Linked DNA regions of Sus scrofa: region 1 is linked to region 2. Evidence: chromatin contacts called from public Hi-C data. All regions are on one chromosome and are shown on one strand. The core of a region is the stretch at or near the end of the contact, and the rest is flanking DNA. Distances in the headings are between cores, read along the strand shown.

Evidence for each region. A called contact is a pair of places that touch in the nucleus more often than the background predicts.
Region 1: a Hi-C map of fetal heart ventricle shows a contact between it and region 2, with 2.1 times the contacts expected there. The contact joins two enhancer-like sites. A contact is called at or near these places in 4 of 47 Hi-C or Micro-C datasets (embryonic fibroblasts, fetal heart ventricle, heart right ventricle and 1 more) and 1 of 2 datasets of contacts at active chromatin or transcription factors (alveolar macrophages).

The regions. Positions count from the first base shown.
Region 1 is chr13:82,150,484-82,157,514 of Sscrofa11.1, reverse strand. It overlaps a transcript of ZBTB38 not described here. Among named protein-coding and RNA genes, the nearest start is that of ZBTB38, 35 kb to the left of the region's middle. Within about 2 kb of position 1,409, at least 28 of the 83 cell types and tissues checked have an H3K27ac peak or open chromatin away from gene starts, as enhancers often do. A contact at or near this core is called in skeletal muscle, where this site is marked.
Region 2 is chr13:81,979,073-81,985,404 of Sscrofa11.1, reverse strand. All of the region lies in intron 2 of PXYLP1 (2-phosphoxylose phosphatase 1), which reads right to left. Among named protein-coding and RNA genes, the nearest start is that of PXYLP1, 31 kb to the right of the region's middle. Within about 2 kb of position 3,059, at least 26 of the 83 cell types and tissues checked have an H3K27ac peak or open chromatin away from gene starts, as enhancers often do. A contact at or near this core is called in skeletal muscle, where this site is marked.

The DNA of each region.
Region 1 (7,031 bases), core at 160-2,659, 170 kb before region 2:
AAGCCTCTAACATTTCAACCTCTGTAACTGCAATGTCCTCCTAAAATGTACTTATTTATTTTTACAGCTCTACCTGTGGCATATGGAAGTTCCTGGGCTAGGAGTTGAATCAGAGCTTCAGCTGCCAGGCTATGCCACAGTCACAGCAATGCAGGATCTGACCCACATCTGTGACCTACACCACAGCTTGAGGCAATGCCAGAGCCTTAAACCGCTGAGCAAGGCCAGGGATTGAACCCACATCCTCACGACTCTAGTCGGATTCTGAAGTACCACAGGAACTTAGCCACCACAGGAACGCCCACCCTTCTAAACTTTAAATGGTGAAATACCAATATTCAAGCTTTCAAAACTACCAAAGTGTCCCATCTTAATGAAGAAGAAGAGGTGCTAAGAAGCTTTAACATGGAATATATCCAGGTCATATAACATTTCTTCAGGATCCCTCCAGTTCATTTCCATGTGGAAAATGTCCTACTATATGAGTCCTGAGGAAGTGGCAGATAGCCAACGTTTCACTTTGCTTCAAAGTAGTTTTAATGATGCAGTGTGTTCAAGCTGCAAGAAGGAGATGATGACTCTTAATCAGGCCCCCACCCAATCAGACTCACACTCTCAGAGGTACCTAGCTCTCCATCTACAAAGAGTTCCATACGCATCACTACCATGTGATACAATGAGGGAAGCAGTAACTGCTGAGAACACATAGCTCCTTACCGGGTCAGAGTATTCGGAATGGGTATCACCCTCCATTACTGCGTCATACAAAAAACAATTCTAAAAACTAGATCACAGAAAGAGAGCCCGGATATCAGACAATGGAGTCAACACAATAAAATATATCCAGCAAGATCACAAGGGTCCTTGGGGCATCTTAGAGAAGTACTCAGCAGAACAATGGGAGTCAACCCGAGGAAGCAAATCCCACTCAATGAACACTGGGGTGGCAATGGGAGGAGAGAGTTGATCCCCTTGGTCTAAGCATCTGTCATGCTGGTGGGCACATCCTGGAGAAAAGCTGCTGATGCCCTTGGCTTGTTCTGCCACATCTCCTCCCCACCATCAACTGACAGCCCCCCGTTTGCGGTGGCCCCCCCACCTGGATGCACACACAAAATGCCAATGTACGGAGATCATTTTTACGACCTGGGCTCTCGGATATTTACTTGAGTCCCTGCACATACTTTCCTTGCACACACATTTCCTTCTCCTCTGTTTTCCACAATCCCTCCTCCCATGTTTTCCATCATTTCTCTTCCACCTCCCATTTTTCCAGCTTGAAGCCACCGCTGGCAACACTGCAATCTCTGGACGGAGGCCAGGCATGGCAGCACAGATCTCTGAGGCAGCACGGGATTGTGAAACCGTCACCTCTTCCTAGGGCTCGGGAGATGCAAAACCTGCCAAGCTGTCAAAGCAAGCCCACTGACTGGCGTACGCATGACCAGGAGCACAGAGGCTTTTCTACACCATGGACATGCTACAGAAACTCTAGCCAGACACACAAAGGGATGAAGACGGTTTAAACAAAAGAAACTGACTGGGGAGAACTGTTGGGCTGGGAGAGGGAGGAATACTATAGGTACTCAGTTCCCTTTAGCCTTTGCCAATTTCACCCTGAAAGAAATTTGATTAAAACTAAATGAAGGTTTCTGGCAGGATGCATCCAACAGGTGCCCTGCTCACCTGTTTTAGAGTGAAGTTACCTGGGGATGAGGGGAACAGAGAGCAATAACATCAATAAATGTGTTGCCTGCCCTTCAAAAAAAGTAAGAGTCCCCAAACAAACCCAAACCCACACAGATAAAACCCCCCAACAGCCTGTTTAGAAAAATTATGCTTTAAATACACTGATCTTAAAAAAAAAAAGTCTGAAGAACAGGCTGTTCTGTAGAACAGCTCGAGTTTCTGCCTGTGCTTTCATTTTAGAAAACAAATGCTCATAGACGCCACAGGGGGAGGAGTTTAACCCAGGGATTCAAACTCACAGAAAATGGCCACCGCCACCGGGCTGCAGAAAACCTGAACACAACAAACAAGGCACTCAGGGGACCTTCTGGGAACACAAGGCACTTACCTGTCACAAGAGTCACTGTCTAGAGACAGATAGAACCTTTCTTTCCGACCAGTAACACAAATCATGGCCTCCAAAGTATTTGTTTGCTGAACACCAAGAGGACTAATCACCCGACTTTTATTACTCTCCCTGAGCCAGGGGACCTCATGGGGGGTGGAAAATAGGTCATTTTGAATGTAAGGTGGATGCCAGGATTGGAGGTAAGGCTCCTGTTTAAGCTTCCTCAAAGAAAGAAATGAAAAAGACCTCGAAAAAGGATTTCCTAAAATAGAGAGACGCGCAAATCATCTTATCAGAAATGCCTATCATCAAATAGAAAAGAAGGTCTTAAAATAGATCATTCGAACACGGCACAAAGCTTTGGAGTGATTTCCTGAAAAATGTCAAAACTGAAAAAAAAAAAGACAAAAACAAATAGTAAGACTATTAAACAACAAAACGAGGTAAGAATTCACTTCGTAGTGTCTATTCACATAAGAAAAAAAAATGTTCTCCCAGGTAATTTAAATGCTGCTGCACAAAAAAGTCAACATAGGATATAGTGGCTAAAGAAACTCCAGAACTGTTAGACCTTGACAGGAAAAAATTTAAAGGTCAGACTTTTTTTTTTTTTTTTAAACCTGATTTAGCACAGCACCCGGGGTAGGCCGGTTCTCTAATGTATGAGCAAAACCCCATTCGGGGCTTCATTTCACAGCCACGTCATCCCTTTTTCCGTCTACCTCTGTGCCCTCTGCTTTCTCAAAGGGGTCCTCCCGCCCCTTCCTGTTTTAAAGCAAAAGTAGAATGTGCACTCGTCCAAGGGAAGAGCAGAACACACAACAGGACGTAGTCACAGGCACCTGGGATGCAGGTATGACTGGCTGCTTCCTCCCCCGATGAGCATCTTGCACCCTGTGACCTGAGTTCGAGTCAGAGATCACAAGACCCGAATAAATAGGTTTCCCAGCAGAAACAGACCAGAAGGCCGAGTAGCTTTTGAAAACAGAAAAATCCTCACTTTGGTCTAGAAGTGAATCAGCCTTCTACTAAAGCGAGTCAGCAATCTCCATGCTTACATGAAAATGCATATACGTTTGGGGAGACTGATTCTGAACTCCAGTCTCTCTTGCCTGGCAAGACAATAAATGCAGCTTTGTTTTTACTGAGTCGGTGGGCTTCTTATCTACTGGTAATCAACTCTGCAAGGGATCAGAAGTTGTTCTAACACCCGAAAAGAACACAAACAGCACGGGGACCTAGAAATGATATCCAACTCACAAGGCAGGAAGTGGTAGCTCCCACCTCTCTCACCTTGCACAAAGCCGGCCTTCAGGGGTTGCCGAAATAACCCCAGGATGTCCCTCTAGCACTTGAAGAGCCACTGGATCTCCCATGACAACAAGGCACCTTGTGATAGACACGCGCACAGGAATGGCCCGCAACTAGGGGTGCTCGAGCCGAGTCTTCCTCTTCTTACTCCCTGAGAAAATGCTTCCTTCCTCTCAAGTCTAAATTATTGTAGACCTTTGCCATTCTCATTTCAATAAGAGAGGGAAAATGCTTTAAAAAATAGGAAATAGCCTCCTGTCTCTCCCGGTTTAAAAAGAAATCTTCTTGGCTACCTTACTTCACAAGACTCCACGGGCTTTGGTAGGATGGACGTTTGCCTTGCACTATCCTTCTAGCAGTGGCTGCTACAGGCCCAGCAGGCCCTGTGGGCTGCTCTCCCTAACAGAACAGTTCTAGTACCTCTTCAGGCTTTGCTTGCCGACAGCCATATCCTGCTCTCCTGCTCATGTGCTTTTAGGACGGGACCTACCTGCTTCTGCAGAGAACGTACTGGAACAGCACGGGGACGCTGGCTTCTGTTCCCAGTTTGCCACTAGCTATGTGACCCTGAGCAAATCCTATGACTTCCCTGCACTTCCGTTCCCTTATCTGGAATGTGAAGAGGTTGGGCTAGTTTATGTCTAAGGTTCTTTCTAGCCATAAAATTTAAAAATATCATTCCCTACCTCCTATTCTGTCACCTTTTGATTGATTTCCAGCCAGTAGGAAGCCTTACTTCCTCCAAAGCAGTCTCTCCCACCCTTAACATCCATGCACTTTCCTCCAAAGTGTGTGGAGCAAAGGCAGGGCCCAGTACTGGTACCTCTCTGAGGACAGTCACAGGGAGCTCTGCAGTTGGGACCTCTGGCGGACCTCAGAGTTACCATTTGCCTATCTCAGCACCTCTGCTTTTCTGCTAGAGAGGAAACAGAATGACTGCACCCTGAAGCTGGAAGGAACTTTTGCCATCATTGAGCCAAACCTGCTCTGGTTACAGGTAAAGAAATCAAGCCAGCAAAGTTACATGCCCTTCTTTCCCAAGGTTGTACAGGGGGTCACGGGAACAAGTCCCAGGCCTTCAGTTCTGTCTCTTACACTGTGGTGTTTTTGACCTTGCCGCCCCCCTCCCCGCCCCCCGCCAACTCTGGTGTTTTCCCCTCGCCCCGTATAAACTTCCTCAGGGCCTCAGAGAGTAATCAACAAACACTAAACACCTCTGGACACCCCCTAAGCACCTGTTTTAAACTTTTTTTTTTTTTTTTTTTTGCTTTTTAGGGCAGCACCTGTGGCATATCAGAGCTGTAGCCGCTGGCCTACACCAGAGCCACAGCAACACAGGATCCTGTAACACAGCTCACAGCAATGCCAGGTCCTTAATCCACCTAGCAAGGCCAGGGATAGAACCTGCATCCTCATGGGTGCTAGTCAGGTTTGTTAACCGCTGAGCCATAAGCCACAGCGGCAACACCTGTTTTAAACTTTCAAAGTGACAGGGCGACTCTGGGAACATCTAGCCCCCCCCCCCACAGGGACAGTGATAGCTAGGGCAAGTCAAAATCTTTAATCTTATCAGTGCAGAAATCCATTGGTGTTTTTCACTTTTAGAAAAGCTTGCCGCAGCATGTGGATGGTAGATAAGAATAGGTGAGAAAGATTGGGAGGCCCCATGAGGGCGGAGTCCTGATCTGATACCTGTTCAACAGATAGTTGATATCTGTTGAACAAACTTAAGTTTGCACGTTACCTCTCCCTATTTGCTTCTTGTCAAAAATTCTGATGTTACAGTAACATCAGGGACGGGTTTCTAAGCCACAATCAGAAACAAGGATCTACTTCATGCCCTCAACACGTGGCTGGGGAAACAACGTGGGGTGTGGAGAGGGGAAGCTGGAATTGACAGTCAGATAAGAGCCCAGGGGGTAAAAATCTCATTTCTCCAACATCAGCCTCAGTACTGAACCTCTTTGCCTCAGTTTCCATCACACCAGTTTATTTGGCAGTTCTAGTCAGAAGGCTGATATAATGCACCCAAGGTATAGAAGGGACTCCATGATAGCCAATTCTGTCTTCTCCTCCCCCGGGGGCTGTTGGGTATAAACAGAGAAACCCTGCTTCTAGGCCAGGCTCCAGGCCACTGGCAATCCTGTTCCAAAGAAGCAAACTGTCAGCGGAATACCAACAATGTTACAAAATGACTCAGTATAGTTTTAATAAACATCTGCCTGTTAAGTCATCTGATTTTTAAAATTATATACAGGGGGCCATAAAGTGCAATTTAATATACACAAGTCAAATATATTTTATATTCTTCATACATAGCTTAACACCAAACATTAGAGACATTTCAGTTCTTTTCCGTGAATAAGCAGAGAAGAGAGCTGGGACTAGGAGGGGGGAAAAGGATAAGTTATTCTCTTGTCTATAAAATGAGGTTGGGGTAAATGAACAACGTGAACTAGCCTAAAAATCCAAGTCCAAGATTCGGAAAACAAGGGAAATACAATGACACGGATGTTTATCCACTGAAGACACAGAGTCCGAAAGACAAATGCATCAAAATATTTTAATGGTATGACTATGCACTGTTACTGCCATTAAATATATTATTGGATGGAGTTCCCGTCGTGGCTTAGGAGTTAACGAATTCGACTAGGAACCATGAGGTTGCGGGTTCAATCCCTGGCCTTGCTCAGTGGGTTAAGGATCTGGCATTGCTGTGAGCTGTGCTGTAGGTCGCAGACATGGTTCGGATCCCGAGTTGCTGTGGCTGTGGCGTAGGCTGGCAGCTGTAGCTCTGATTCGACCCCTAGCCTGGGAAACTCTATGTACCGCAGGTGCGGCCCTAGAAAAGACAAAAATATAAATAAAAAAGGTAAAAAAAAATGTATATTATTGGTAACAACACCTAAAGCTACAATGGTTTTGCAAATTCTGGACACAGGGACAGGGTGTCACCATTTACTCCACAGGAAAACATGCTGATTTGGGGGCTGTGTCACCCACCCTGCTGTAGACACAATGCAGACAGCAATGGTGAGGAATGGTAAGACCACTGTTCCTTGACTATCTGGGATCCATTTGTTTTTATCTTATTACTATCATCCCCAAACATGAATAATGCAAACATAAAACTTTGGGGCACAAGCACACCTCTAATAGCAACTGGATTTGAAATCAGCTTATCAAGTCTCAGGTTTACCCCTTTCCTCCGCTTCCTAGAAACTGGCATTTGTTAATCTTCATCACAGCAGTGCTTGTTTAAAATGAAAATTCTTAGGGGTCCTGCCTTAGATGTACTGAATTCAAATCTCTGTGCCAGGGACCTGAAAATCTACATTTTAATAAATTCTCCAGGTTGATTCTTTTTTTTTTTTTGGCTATTCTTATGGCATGTGGAATTTCCTGGGCCAGGGATCCAACTGCCATAGCAGTGACCCGAGCTGCGGCAGTGACAACACCAGATCCTTAACCTGTTGCACCACAAGGGAACTCCCCCAGATGGTTTCTTATCCACACCAAATTGCAAATCACTTGAACTCTCACAGGAGACGTTAGCTATCATGGGAGGGATGTGCTTTCCATGACAAAATGACAAAATTAACACATTAAAATAAGTCATAAAGAGAAGGTTTTGTGTATAGAT
Region 2 (6,332 bases), core at 1,810-4,309:
TTTTTTTAATGAATACAAATAACAATTTTTTAAAAACACTGGAAAGAGAAACTATGTCCTTAATATTACAAGTGTTTATAGTTGGGATTACAAGCAATCTTGATTTTCCTTAAAACAAACAAATTGCAAGAGAGAAGACTGGCTTACAACTCTTTAAGCAAGTGGTGGGATCCTAGAAGATTTCTTTTCTCATTTATAATTTTCTGCATTTTCCAAAGTTTCTTAAGTAAACATGTCTTCCTTTTAAAATCAGAAAAAAGAAAGCTGCAAAATTTATCTAAATTATTTTTAAATAATGTAGTTAAGCAAGAAGTCACAAGGGGAGGTACATGATAAATTATAGAGACTAGTGGTTTTGAAAGCGTGTCCCCTTTCAAAGCTCAGTGCAACATGAAACTTGAAGTTTAAGAAAAACAAAAGGAGGAGTTCCCATCGCTGCGCAGCAGAAACAAATTCCACTAGGAAACATGAGGTCTCGGGTTCCATCCCTGACCTCACTCAGTGGGTTAAGGATCCGGCATTGCCATGAGCTGTGGTGAAGGTTGCAGTCATGGCTTGGATCTGGCGTTGCTGTGGCTGTAGCGTAGGCTGGCAGCTACAGCTCTGATTCAGCCCCTATCCTGGGAACCTCCATATGCCAAGGGTGAGGCCCTGGTGAAAAAAAAAAAACAAAAACAAAAAAAATAAAAGGAGTGTTTGGTAGAAGGGGCCTCATGCCCTACTCAATTAGAGCCCCAACGTATTGCAGAAGTCAGGGTTCTAGGGACACTGTTAGGAAACACAACTCTATAGACAGACTGGGCCTCAGGAAGTTGGCGAGGGAGCGGGGGCTGGCTTGTGCTAGAATGGTCAAAGAAGACTTCAGCAGAGAGGCAGAAACTGGGGTAAAACTCAAATGGCAGGGCGTTGGTCAGTGGGCACGCCTGATGTGAGCGGGCATTTGGAGGAGGATCAATGATGTGTGCAAAGGGCCAAGCCCAGCCCTCCCTGAACTGCTGAACTGCTTTATGCTGGGACTTATCAGTGAACAGGGTGGAGAATGATTGGGACCAGACTAGGTTCCCTAGGTTCCCAAAGGAGTAGAGAGCCACAGAAAGTTTCTGAACGCTTGCATAACAGGATGAAGGTGGCATTATAGCAATGTCACTCTCTGTGGGTGGGTACACTCCTGCATATTCATTCCATCCTTGAGTTACAGCAAGAACACAGAAAACATTCTGGGCCTTGAGCTTGTTGTTAATCAACCCAAGGTTTCATCATGGCTGTGCTGCATTTGGTCAATGCTATCCTAGAAATAACCCATATTCCAAGGGCAACAGGGCTGGGAACCCCAAACCGCAGCTCATAGTACCTCCCTGGAACCGAGATCCAGGCCACTGATCAGCTGTGGCCCCTCAGGCAAGTTGCTTTACCTCTCGGAGCTGTAGTTTCCTCACCTGTAAATGGTGATTCGATTATTCACTCGATATTTACCCAGCATCTGCTATGTGCCAGGTATAGTCACAGAAACTGGGGAGCAGTAGTGACCGAATCAGTTCAAAATTACTACTCTTGTGGTACTTAGATTCTAGTGGAATCTAACCTACCCAACTCCTGAGGTTGTGGAAGGAATTAGATATTTCCTGGAAAGCACTCAGGGTAGTAATAATTCTACATCTAATTCCAATGTATATGGGGTTTTCTTCCCCACAGCACCAAGCTATTCTCAAACACCAGCTGGGCGTCCTACCATTCCACTCAATTCTGACACTATCTACTGGAAATGGCCTCAGATCTCACAGGTTAAGGGCTTAATTGCACAACACTGTCTCATTATCACTTGCAAATTGCAAAATCCAATTGCAAACCCAGGTTGTCACCCATGCTTTGAACTAGCTATAGCTTGGTGGTTCCAATGCCGTCGCCCCCTACCCCCCCGAATTCTTTGGGTTCAATTAATTTGCTAGAGTGGCTCTCAGAACTCAGAGAAACATTTTACTTACTAGATGACCAGTATATTATAAAAGGATAGACTCAGGAACAGCCAGATGGAAAACATGCATTGGCAAGGCATGTGGGAAGGGGCCCATAGCTTTCACATTCTCCCTCAGAGCACCACTCTCCCTATACCTCCGTGTGTTCAACAGCCTAGAAGCTCCCCTAACCCTGTCCTTTCAGTTTGTTTTTTGTTTTGTGGGTATTTGTTTTGTTTTTGTTTTGTTTTGTTTTTTGCTCTTTAGGGCCACACTGGCGGCATATGGAGGTTCCCAGGCTAGGGGTCAAATCGGAGCTACAGCTGCTGGCCTACACCACAGCCACACCAATGCCAGGTCCTTAACCCACTGAGTGAGGCCAGGGATCGAACCTGCAACCTCCTGGTGCCCGGTTGGATTCAATTCCTCTGTGCCACAAGGGAAACCAAAAAACTCTGGTTTTTACGGAGACATCATTACAGAGGGATAACTGATTATGTCATTAGCCACTGGCAACAGATACAGCCCTCAGCCCCCCCACTCCTCCTCAGAGGTCAGGGGTGGGGCTGTAAGTTCCAATCCTCCAAACACAAGGTTGGCTCTCCAGGCAACCAGACCCCTTCCGGAGAGTACCTGGGGGCTTGCCAAAGCTCACCTCATTAACATAATAAAAGACACCTTTCCGGTCTCCTCTAGGAAATTTCAAGGGTTTGGGGAGCTCTGTGCCAGAAACAGTGACAAAGAACAAAAGTATTTCTTACTCTAAATCACAGTATCACAGGTTGTAATAATCCTTCTCCTCCTCGTTGTGTTGCTATGCACTTTCCCTACAGCACTTGGCACCAAACTGGTACCCAACAAACACCGCAGGACTGGCCCTCAGAGTGGGATCTCCTGCCTGGAAACAAATGCCCTACCTTCAGCAGTAGGCTTAGACTAGCATGAAGGTTCCTCTCGCTGCACCCCGCCCCCAGCACTGTCAATTCCAGCTTAATAAACAAGGCTGGGAAGGGAGAAAGAAGGAAACCACCCTTGGGGCCATTCATCACAATGAAGGCAGCTGACAGCTCTTCCAAACCCTGACTCAACCCTCATTTCCTTGGGGAGATGAGTAAAACTTTTCAGGCTTCAGAGAGCTGGTCCCTTCTCAGGCAGTGTTGACCACAGTCCTCCCCTGGACGTGAACCCCAGATGGGCTGCCCCACGGCGATGACCCAGGCCCTCCAATCACGCCTACTCAGGGCAAGGCCAGCCCTCACTTGGTGAATTTCAGCGTTAAAAGTTCCTTTCAATGTGCTCAAGGCACAACCAGGACGTATTTGTTCTGAGCCAAGGGGCCAGAAGTTTTGGTAGGAGTTGAAAGGAAGCAAAAAAAAAAAATTGTAAGCAAATATTAGAACCTTATCCTTGAGGCTCCAAGAAAGTGCTCCACCAAAAATCTAGCTGACACATTCATACCTTGACGGTTTCCGCTTCCCTCACCAACTACACGCTGGTGTTATGGTGCCAGCCTCTATTTTTATAGCCTGAGTAACGCCTGGGCAAAGGACCAGATGAGAGTTGGAGACAGAGAGACGGAGCACCAGAGGTGATGGCACAGGCAAGGGGGCTCACATCCTACTCGGTCTCCTACAGCAAACCCTTCGGACAGAGTCTGGGACAGCAGCCAGGCCCTCCACAGGTTCTAGCCCACCCTCCTCTGCAGCCTCACCCCCTTTCAGGGTCCAGACCTCAAGCTCCCTTGGGGCTGGGACTTTCTCTGGCTTGTCCATTGCTCTAACCTCAGGGCCTGGAGCACAGCAGCGTTAAATGAATGAATGACCACACAGTCCCACCCCAACTTCAGCACACTGGACTCCCTTGCTGCTCCCCGAACCCCAAGGGCCCCTTCTTCCAACTCAGCATCTGTGCCATTTCACACTCTTGGCCCAGATGCCTTCTTGACTGTGTTAACCTTTGTTCATCCTTAAACTCAGCTCAAATGCCACCTCCTCCCAGAAGCCTTCCCTAATTCCACAGCTGGGTGAGGTCCCCCCCATATTGGGTAACTACAGCCCTCCCATTAGCACTCTTCAGCAGCACAGGCTCACATCAGCTTCCTGGCCTACCTCCCCCAGGGCTGGGGAGGATGCAGAGCTGAGTCAGCAGCAGATACCCTTTAGGTGTGTTTGGGAAGAAGAAAGAGAAGGAGGGAAGAAAGAAGGACACCCCAGAAAGGATGCTGTGGATGGAGAGGCACCTGTCACTGAAACCTACAACAAAGGGAACAAGAACAAAGCACTGAAGCCCAAGGGATCAATGAATGATTCACCAATGTTTACTGAGAAAAAATAGCAGGACATGGTGGGAAAATACTTCTCAGTGGGTTCAAGTAGGACGCAGAAGGGTGGACTACGCCGCAGCTTCTCCTCCCCTCTGGGTGTGGGCTGGGGTGGGGGCTAGAGAGGAAGAGAAATGTTGGAAGGCAGGGTGAGTGGGGGTTCTTGAAAGGCTCATGAGCAAGGAGCTCTCAAAGGCTGGCTGTTCTCAGAGACAACTCTGGTCTTAAGGAGGCTGAAGGCCATTTCTTCTGGGGTAGCTTCCACCTGCTGAGGGAGAGCCACTAAGACTCACTCCCTCAAAGCTGGTAAGAACATGGCCTGGGTCAAGCAAGTGGGATAATGAGGACTTTGCACTGTCCTGCTGGCCCAGTTCCCAAAGGAACAGAAGCCAGCATTTAAGATGGATGATCTGGGAATAAAGGTTATATTTGCCTGGAGCTTTCTGAGTACAGCATTTCCTTCCAAGTTGCCGCCCCCATATTCATTCCTTCCTTGCTAACAAAATTCTGGGGTGGCGGGCAATGTGGCAGAGACTGCCAGCTCACCGGGAAACCCATCTCCTCTTCGTCTTAGGCACAGGGCTGGACCACATTTCCCAGCATCCCTTGCAGGAGGTGTGGCCATGTGACTGGGCCCTGGCCAATGGAATGCCAGTGGAAGTAATTCTCCATTTCCAAGCCTGGTCCATAATATCACTCCTATATACCATCCCCCATGCTCCTTCCTTTCCCACTGATTGAAGCAAACTGGCATGGCAACCTTAAGAGCCCAGGTCCCTTAATCACCTTTTGGAAAAGAGCCCCTCCCACCTCTTCTCTTATCAGGAGCAGCCACTTTAGACTTCATGTAAGCAGAAAGTAAATGTCCATCAAATCTGAGTCATTAAATGAACAGCTGACCCTTGAATAACATGGGTCCACACACAGGCAAATTTTTTTCTATAGTAAATACAGTACTATACGCGCTGAGGTTGGTTGAACCTGCAAATGTGGAACTGTGAATATGGAGGGGCATCTATAAAGTTATATGCAGGAATTCCCTTGTGGCTCAGTGGTTAAGGACCTGGTATTGTGGTTAAGGACTGCGGTATCTCTGGTTACAGCTGTGGCACAGGCTCAATCTCTGGCCCAAGAACTTCCACGTGCTGAGGGTGTGGCCAAAATAATAAAAATAATGAAGTTATATGCAGATTTTTCACTGGGGGGTGCTCAGTGCCCCAAACGCCTGTCATTGACGAGTCAACTCTATTTGGTTTGCTTATATCAGCAATGATCCTGCCTAAATCTTATAAGCCTTGTTCAATATTCATATGGCCCTTTTAACTGGGAGTGGTCATGTGACACAGTTCTGGCCATGAAATGTCAGCAGAGGTCTGCTGGATGTTTTGGGGAAAATCTCTGCTTTGCTGATAAAAGGTATTAATATGGCTGGTGCCTCCTTCCTGCAGGAACCATTTTGCCATCATAAGGAAAGGGCAAGGAAAATAACAGAGTGTCTGTCCAGACAGACATCAGCTATTGAAACCACTGCCAACAACCACCTACCTTCAAACGTCTTGTTACATAAGAAAAATAAACCGCTATTTACTTAAGCCACTAAGGTAGGGGTTTCTCTTACTTTGCAGCCAAACCCAATCCTAACTGCTTTGTAGCCATTCATTCATTCATTCACCTAACCTTTATTGAGACCTATTTCCTGAATTCTTGTGCTAAAGGCTGAAGATGCAGAGATGAGCTGGTTATAGCCCCTTCCGTCTATAAGCTCCCAGTCAAGCTGGGGAGAGAGGCCTCTGAGCAGACTTCTGAATGCAGTGGGAACTGATGCTGCGGTTTCACATGATGATGGAGGGTGGAGTGGTGTGAATAGTGGGTGGTGGGTGGACACTGAGGCAAGGAGTTCCCAAATCCCTTTTTGGAGCTGAGCACACAGAGCAAACAGCCCTCAAGCTAAAAAGCAAGTAACGAGAATGTGCTATGATCAGCCAAGCCAGAGGCAATTACTTAACTGCAATGTTGGGTCGCTAAACACCACCAATGAATGCAGCTGTTTCAAGATAATC